Regions from separate parts of the Manis pentadactyla genome. Here region 2 is linked to region 1. The links are chromatin contacts, called in public Hi-C maps. All regions are on one chromosome and are shown on one strand. The core of a region is the stretch at or near the end of the contact, and the rest is flanking DNA. Distances in the headings are between cores, read along the strand shown.

What was found. Hi-C and Micro-C count contacts between places; a contact is called where the count stands out from the background.
Region 2: a Hi-C map of blood shows a contact between it and region 1, with 4 times the contacts expected there. The contact joins the promoter of LOC118910620 here to the promoter of NOL10 in region 1. A contact is called at or near these places in 3 of 3 Hi-C or Micro-C datasets (blood, fibroblasts and skin fibroblasts).

Annotation. Positions count from the first base shown.
Region 1 is chr2:228,410,062-228,414,200 of mManPen7.hap1, forward strand. It overlaps NOL10 (nucleolar protein 10), which reads left to right and starts at 1,930. Exons shown (of 21, transcript XM_036881668.2): 1 at 1,930-2,085. The coding sequence starts at 2,020. LOC118910497 (a long non-coding RNA gene) reads right to left here and starts at 1,889. Exons shown (of 4, transcript XR_008995952.1): 1 at 1,736-1,889.
Region 2 is chr2:228,602,013-228,606,151 of mManPen7.hap1, forward strand. It overlaps LOC118910620 (serine/arginine repetitive matrix protein 3-like), which reads right to left and starts at 2,319. Exons shown (of 2, transcript XM_057497453.1): 1 at 2,179-2,319. The coding sequence starts at 2,203. It overlaps ODC1 (ornithine decarboxylase 1), which reads left to right and starts at 2,186. Exons shown (of 11, transcript XM_036881806.2): 1 at 2,186-2,324; 2 at 2,420-2,552; 3 at 2,838-3,011; 4 at 3,205-3,377; 5 at 3,625-3,759; 6 at 3,883-3,964. The coding sequence starts at 2,451. LOC118910636 (small nucleolar RNA SNORA42/SNORA80 family) reads left to right here and starts at 1,219; the gene lies at 1,219-1,356.

The DNA.
Region 1 (4,139 bases), core at 680-3,179:
TTGAGATGGAGGGGGTGATCAGGTAAGTACACTACAACCCACAGAGGTAATTGCCATAGACTTACTTCAAAATCATTCAAAATAATCTGAGGATGACAGGGTGGTGAGGGTATAGCTGAAACATGATGGGTTGTCTGTGAATTGCTGAAGCTAGGTACTATGTATAAGAGTTCAATACACTCTTAGCCTTTTGAATATGTTAAAATCTTCCTGTAGTGATCAAAATGAGGGAGAAAGAAAATAGAATGAAGAATATGTTCAAAAGGAGCCCATTCCAAGTTTAATAAAGGAAATTTTATGGACTCTTTAAAAATGACATTTTAATTAGCCTTGAGTGGTTGTGGCAATATAAGGAAAGCAGAGTGTCTGAAGGAAAGCTTCCAAGCATAGACATCTAGGATAACATTGCATTACATCCAAGTTCATTATTATTGTGCTTGTAGGATGTGTTAAATTAGTGTATATTCTTATAATAAAAATCTACCCCCAAAAAGATATAATTACCATGAAGGTATTTATACAGTAAACTGAAAACAGGAGAACCAGCAAAATACTCAAAAGGTGAGTTTTGAGCAGCTGGTGGGATCTGGGTCTAAGGAGAGGGAGAGGGTGTTCCAGAGGCCAGCTTTGCAGAGGCAAAGATTCCAACCAGAATAATGAAACAACACAGATCTGGGCGTCAGTGGGAAATAGGACTGCATAAAGTGAAATGGTCTAAGGCCCTTAATTATCAAAGTTAGGAGTAGGATATGTCTATATATCTTTAAAACACTTAGCGCTTAGGGACAAATACTATTGTGTTTTACAGTCAGTGTCTTTTACAATACATTCTTGAAAATAATAAAAGACATGCTTTTTGTGTGTAAAATTATTCAAGATTTCTTGAAAACCATCCAGTGTAGGTTGGGAAATAAACCTTTTCTCTTTTTATAACTTGCTTAAAAGGCTTATTTATTACCACTATGAAGCCCATGATTTTTCTACTGTGGCACACTCCTCTTCAAGGATGGTGGTCCTACCTATTTCCTCAAAGAAGGTCTCAGGCAGAAGGCAGAATTTCGACTGTAATTTTAAGGACAGTTATAATAGAAACAAAATTTCTAAGCCCAGAAGTCCTTACCCAACCATAGCCTGTACTCAAAATGACCCACTTCAGTTCCATGTAAGGGAAGTGAGGATTATGTTCTAATTTCAAAAGAACCCTTTTGCACAATTAACCTACACTATTCCCTTTAGTTTTCTTCTAACTACACCAAGAATTCTCGTCTTCAGATCTAGACAACAGTAAAGGTTGTTGTCTTTGAAACTGGACGATCGGCGGAGAAAGTTAGCGTGTGAACTTTCTGAAAATAACACGTACGTGAGCAGCTGTCTGTTGTTATTGTCACACACCAGTCTCCAAAGACATCAGGTTCAAATTCCCTTCTTCCCTGACGTCCTCCCTTTAACTACTTTTTCATTTTTTTGGTATGCTTTTTTTATTTCCTTCCTTAATGGATAAATGGCAAACAAATCCAGGCGAATACAATATTTTTAGGACATCAGTTTTAAAGAGCATTTATGTGTAATGTAATACTGCAGAAACACGCAGGGGAAAAGATGAGACTTCCACGCTGAATTCGCTTGCTGCCTGCCTGCTTTCGCTGGGTTGCCTGGACCGAGGCCCCAATGCCTCCGGTGAGCCCTGCCGCCCCACCCGGGACACTGCCGCGGGGGCAGCGACCCCAAGGGCTACCTGCTGCTCGCGGGGTTCGGAAGCAGTAGAGCGGTTCCTGGCCCTCCCCGTATCGGGGTTGCCGCCAGCCCACGGCAGGGCCTCGGCGGAGCCTCACGCGTCCCCAGTTCAGACGCTTGCCAAGCCCACAGCGGCCACTTTCCTCTTCCGGAAACTGGCCGTTTCCGGTGCCTGGGTTTGCGTCATCAGCCTGCGCCCGGGAGGCCCTTAGATTCCGATGCACGCGTGTGCTGCCTGGAGAGGGGCCCTGGCAGGAGCCGGGGTCTACGCTTTCCGGCGCCGCTATGCAGGTCTCCAGCCTCAACGAGGTGAAGATTTATAGCCTCAGCTGCGGCAAGTCGCTTCCTGAGGTGAGACACTTCGGGGTCTTCCCCGTGAGGCAGCCCCCCTCTCCGCGGCCTCTGTTTCAGCTGGGCCTTGGCCGGCCTCTGACTTGGGGGTCTCAGAGACGAGTGACGGTTCCCCGGGGGGAGCTGGTCGGTGTTGGCATCTCCGCGCCAGAAGCTGGGCCAAGGGTGGTCAGGGTCGGTGAGCTTTGCTTGACCTTTGTACAGTTCTCCAGAACAAGAGGACGCGCGTCCCTTGCTTGGGCTTATATGGATCTTCACAGCCGCTGCCACACCGAGGTGGAAAAGCGTGGACAGATGATTGACAGACATTTCTCTCCCGTTTTAATGCCCATTCATCAGCTGTTTATTGAGTTCCTATTATACGCCAAGTTCTAGAAATACAGTAGTAAGCAAGAGAAATGCAGACTTTGCTTCTGCAGAATTTATGGTTTAGACGGCAGTATTTTTGAACCTTGCTGAACTTAATTTCATTGTCTTAGGACATCAGAAGGGGCTGCGAAAATCAGGGATTCTCTTCCAATCTTCTCGTCTAAAATCCAGCTAGAGTAAGGGAGACTTATACAGGATCACAGACCTAAGGCTCTGAACCTGCGTGTTTTCTCAGTCAAGCCTCTGTCGAAGCACTTAAAATGAGAGAAGACTTTTTGCAGACTCTCATTTCCATTTTGAGAGTATGTGTTAGTGGTTTTACAACATGCCTGTTTATACCATGCTGCTGTTGGTCTAAGCCCTTCCCTTGGAAATTAGAATTCATGTAGTTCCACTTTCATGTGTCTGCCCCTGAAAGATTTGGAGCTGACGATCAGATTCTTCCCTTTTTTTTTTTCTTTTTTTTTTTTTTTTTTACCAGAATTGAGGTTAGGCAATTCCTTGTCTTTCAATTATTCTTTACATAGCGTGATCTTTTTCCTTTTGTTCATTCTTCACATTTGTTGAGAAGTGACTAGATGCAGGCAGCCCTGTTCTAAGTGTTGGGATAAATGGTGAACGTATCAGATAAGTTTCCCTGTTGGGGACAAGGGTAAGTGAGCAAACCAGAACACTGCTTAAGATGATAAGTGCTTTGAGTGATGTGTGACTAGAAGACAGCTGTTGTGGGTCACATGTTCAGAAAAAGTGTTTTGAACAAAGCCTTCAGGGAAGGCCTCTCTCCAAGAGGTGACATTTGAGCAGAAACTTGGATGATGAAAAGGAACAAGTCATGTGAAGATATGGGGGAAGAGTTTTGAGTGCTGAGAAAAGAAAATGTAAATGTCCCCAAATGGGAATGCACCTAACATGTTGGAGAAATAGAAGGTGTGGCCATGGTATGCTGAATGAGAGGAGAAAGTGGGGGTCATAAGGCTGGAGACGTGAGCCTTGTAGGCTAAGGTAGGAAGGTACAGTTTATTCCTAGTGCTGATGGAGGCCATTGTTGAGTTTTGAATGGGGTTGCTGTGTGGCAAATTACTGTAGCTGGGGAGAATGTGCAGGGGTGAGTTAGGTAGTCCAGCCCAGCGACTTCGGTGGGTGAACCAGTATGGGATCAAAGGAGATGCTAAGACACTGCAGGAATCAGGATATATTTCGAAAGTAGGCTGGCTAATGGTTGGGATGGTGGTGGGAAGGAGTTGAAATGAAGCAAAGGAAGTGATCAGGAAAGAATACTTTGATTTGGGATCTGAACAACTGAGTACATGATGTTGCTGATAACTGAAGTGGAGAAGAATTGAGCATTTTGGGCATGGGGAGGAGGAAGGTAGTGAGCCAAAAGGATCAAAAGTTTTATTTTTGATACTTTAGTGGTTTTAAGTTCTCATAAACATTAAGTGGAAATATTGAGTAGACAGTCATGTGTATGCTAGTATGGTGATCTCTCAGAAACTTCTTTTAAAATGATTCTAACTTACCAACAAATTGCTTCTTTTGTTTTACTTAGTTCAAATGTAAGAATTAAGTATTTTGTTTTTCTTTTCAACAATAGTGAGGTGCCTGTCCAGGGAGAGAATTAGGTCGTCAGCATTTCCTAGCTCTGTTGCTAGGTTTCTCATTAAATTATTTGCCTTGGTAAAGTG
Region 2 (4,139 bases), core at 1,069-3,568, 190 kb after region 1:
CCGCCGCGGGTCCCTGACCTTGGGGAGCGCTGCCCTCCGGCCGGGTGTCCCCGGGAAGGCGGGTGCCGACCCCGGCTCGGGGCTCGGCGGCGGCCCCGCACCCTGCGGCGGGTCCTGCCCCGGGTGCCCCGACTACGGGCAGCCCGGGCTGGAGGCGCCGCTCGCCTCTGAACCACGTCAAGGACGGTTTTGAGCCGGAAGCTGTTGAGAGGCCCGGTAGTTCCTCCAACCGCTATTTTTTTTTTCAAACCCATGCGGCCAGCCCGGTAGCAGGTGCAGGAGAGGTGTGAGGCGAGCCCGTGCACGTCCCGGCTGCCTTCGCTCTTCTCCCTCTAGTTAAGGGTGTGATGAACCGTTCTGCTTTGTCCTGGAATTTGGTTTTAGGTTTTATTTTTACTACGTGTGCAGAGCAAATGACACTATATAGAAACGCGCCGGACTTGCTACCCCTAAGATAACAGCCTTGTAGTAGCATTCGTGATAAATACTCGTCTAGCTGTCGCTTAGAATTGTCTATTTAAGGAATCTTTGAATGACTTAGTCATTTAAGAAAAGCCTGGAAATATTAAGATCCCTGTTTAGACGAGTATACTTAAACGGTGGAGCCAGCCTCAGGTTTTTCGAAAAATGCTGATTGTGTTTGGGAATCCTAAGTAATTGGTTCAAAGTGTGGGGAGCAGAACCTCTTGCAAATGTCTGGGGAGGACAAAGAATGTGTCGGGTTTATTCAAACCTAAATTTGGGCATAATTGGGTTGACTTTAAGTGAATTTAATTTTTTTCGGTTTGTTTCAATGTGTATCTCTTCTAACATTACCCAGTTGGCAGTAAAGAATTTCATAGCAGGAGAAGGCTGTCTTGTGCTAATCATTCATCATCTTGAGTAATTTAGCTATCCAGAACACCAAAAAGGTGTTCTTGGGTAAAATTTCTCTATATTGCAAGTTACTAAAAAGTACAGGAAAGCAAAAATACTTAATTGTGGTGTATTTCAAAGAAATAAAAACTTTCCAAGTTTACGCCTAAACACTGCCTTAAAGATACTTAACAGGACCCTAAATAACCCAATCTGTCACTGCATGATCCTATTTAAATGTTATTTATATGGACAAAATTGGTTTGCTGGCTTTAAGTCTCTTGCCTTCCTCTTTTGGCAATGTAGGAGGTTGACAGTGCCAGAAAGTCACATTAGATCAAATCTTACAACAAGTTCTACCATGCATGGGTTTGGATTTATGGCAGGCCCATCTCCCTGGGCCTCTCATAGTGCCCCATGCCAGAGCAAAAACTGTGGCCCCGAACCATTGCCTGGCCTTTGTGCCCATAGGCTGCAGGCACTGAAGCGGGTTGCACAGTGGAAAAGAAAACCCTCCCTGGCAGAAATTAAATAGGTTAAAACCAGTAAGTTAAGGACAACTGTCATTACACCAGTGTCAAACTTTATGAAGACCAAGGACAGTAGCTCTGATTGTTATGAGCTTTGCTTTTGTTTATTCATAATTCGTTTGTGCTTGCTTATTTTTGTTATTCATCAAGTTAGCCAAAAATTACTCCCATTCATTGCTAAGCAAATATTAGAATGCCTATAAGGACAGTTGGGGTTCCCAGAATTGCTAGTTTGGTAGGCAAGACTGATGCAAGAATGCTGATTTCTCATCAGATACAGCAACTGTAATACATTGTGTTGATCTGAAGAGGGTAGCTAAAAAATGCATGAAATTTAGCTCATGAAATTCTCAGGAAATCTAATAGCAATCAGTAAGTTGAGCCTTAGACATTTCCATGCCGCCTCTTAGTCACTAAAAGTTTTTCTGTATAAGACTTGGTGAAAGTAAGAAATAGCAATAAATTGTTTCCATATTACTGAACTAAGTGCAGAAAAGCTGAAACCTACATTCTGCATGTTTCAGCACAAATATTTGAAGTGCGTATTTTGACACAATACAGTATTATGAAACAATTTTAGTGTGCTGCTTTGGAAAGAACCTAAAGTGTTAAATCTGCAGTGTCCTCAGATACTGTAGATGTTTTTAGAATCATGTGACTAACATACTACGTGTAACTGGATTCACAGGATCTATGAGTGAGCTGTGGTGGGGCAGGGGGCGGGGGCTTGGTTGAGTGGCCATGCATGCTGTATGCACTCAGCTCCTGATTGTTCAATTTCATGTGTTCCTAGGGTAGAGGGCAAATTCTGTGTTCATCAGAACATTTCCCAGCTGTGCAGAGGGCTCACACCGCTTCAGTGGGACTTGGAATTCTGGAGAATTGGCTCTGTGAGAAGCTGACAGTAGTATTTTTAAATTTCATCTCTTAGTTTTCCATGTAAGTATTTGTGGTTGTTGCCAGTTACTTTTGTTAAGAATTACTTAATAAGTATTGCTACGACTTCTGAGTAAATTTCTCCACTCTGTTTTCAGTTTGTTCCATTTCAAAGGAACATCAGAAACCATGAACAACTTTAGTAATGAAGAGTTTGACTGCCATTTCCTTGATGAAGGCTTTACTGCCAAGGACATTCTGGACCAAAAAATTAATGAAGTTTCTTCCTCTGTAAGTATATTAAAGCCCATGCTGGCAGTACAGCTTTGAGAGTGCTAGGCAGATGAGTGCGAAACTTCAGAGGGGTCTTAAGGAAATGTAAAGGAACTTACATGTCTTGTTAGGGAATTTAGAATTGAATTGGCTGTGGATTGTCCTGTGACAGTGATGATTCATGTTGGTGACTAGTCTAAAAAGAGTAGGATTCATTGGGAATGATGGGAAAGAAAAAGGAGGCTGCATGTTGGACATACTGTTAGGCTGCTAATGAGTTCCCTCTATCCCGTCTTACTATAGGATGATAAGGATGCCTTCTATGTTGCGGACCTGGGAGACATTCTAAAGAAGCATCTGAGATGGTTAAAAGCTCTTCCTCGGGTCACCCCCTTTTATGCAGTCAAATGCAATGATAGCAGAACCATAGTGAAGACTCTAGCTGCCATCGGGACAGGATTCGACTGTGCCAGCAAGGTGAACAAAAACACAGGACTTGAAAATGATTGTAAAATGGTCCTGGTGTTCCCAACAGGGCCAATCACGGTTGTATTTCTTGGGCAATAGATGCTAATGAAGGGGGGGTTGGGGGAGATGGCAGCTTCACATTTTTCTGTTTCTTTCATTATTAGGTCTGTATGCATACTGTAACACCTCTTCCTTTTTTCAGACTGAAATACAATTGGTGCAGAGTCTTGGGGTGCCGCCGGAGAGGATTATCTATGCAAATCCTTGTAAACAAGTATCTCAGATTAAATATGCTGCCAATAATGGAGTCCAGATGATGACTTTTGATAGCGAAGTTGAGCTGATGAAAGTTGCCAGGGCACATCCAAAGGCAAAGTGAGTTACGCCTCGGATAACAGGATCTGGGTATTAACAAACTCAAATTTCCAGTTAGAATTTTTGTATGTTAGTAAAGCATAAAAGCCTTCTGCATCAGAGACAAAGTAAGAAATAGCTTAAACCCTCTTGATTAATAAAACGATATTAGACTCAACCCACAGTATCAGAGCCAAGGATTTTATATTTTAACTGGCTGTAAGTGATCTTCTGTCATGGGAAATTTGATCCCCTTTCTGGCTTCTAGGTTGGTTTTGCGGATTGCCACTGATGATTCCAAAGCAGTCTGTCGCCTCAGTGTTAAATTTGGTGCCACACTCAAAACAAGCAGGCTGCTTCTAGAACGGGCAAGAGAGCTGAATATCGATGTCATTGGTGTCAGGTGAGACCGTGGTATAGCATAAAGGCCACAGTGTTAGTGCAGGTTTTACAGGTTTTCTCCCACTGTGAATAGTTGTCTTCAGAAATAGAAATACAAGCATGTTCTCCTTACTTTTTGCCCCAGCTTCCATGTGGGAAGTGGCTGCACTGATCCTGAGACCTTCGTGCAGGCCATCTCTGATGCCCGTTGTGTCTTTGACATGGGAGTGAGTATATAGACTGCAAGTATGGGGTGGGGGCAGGGCTAACAATAACTAGTTTCGTTTCTGGAATTAACCTGTAGATGTCATCCCATGTTATAGAGACTTATAGATCTGCTTTATACATTTTTCATGACTTGTTAAGAGTCTGGTTACTCACTTGACTTAATTTTCTTGACTC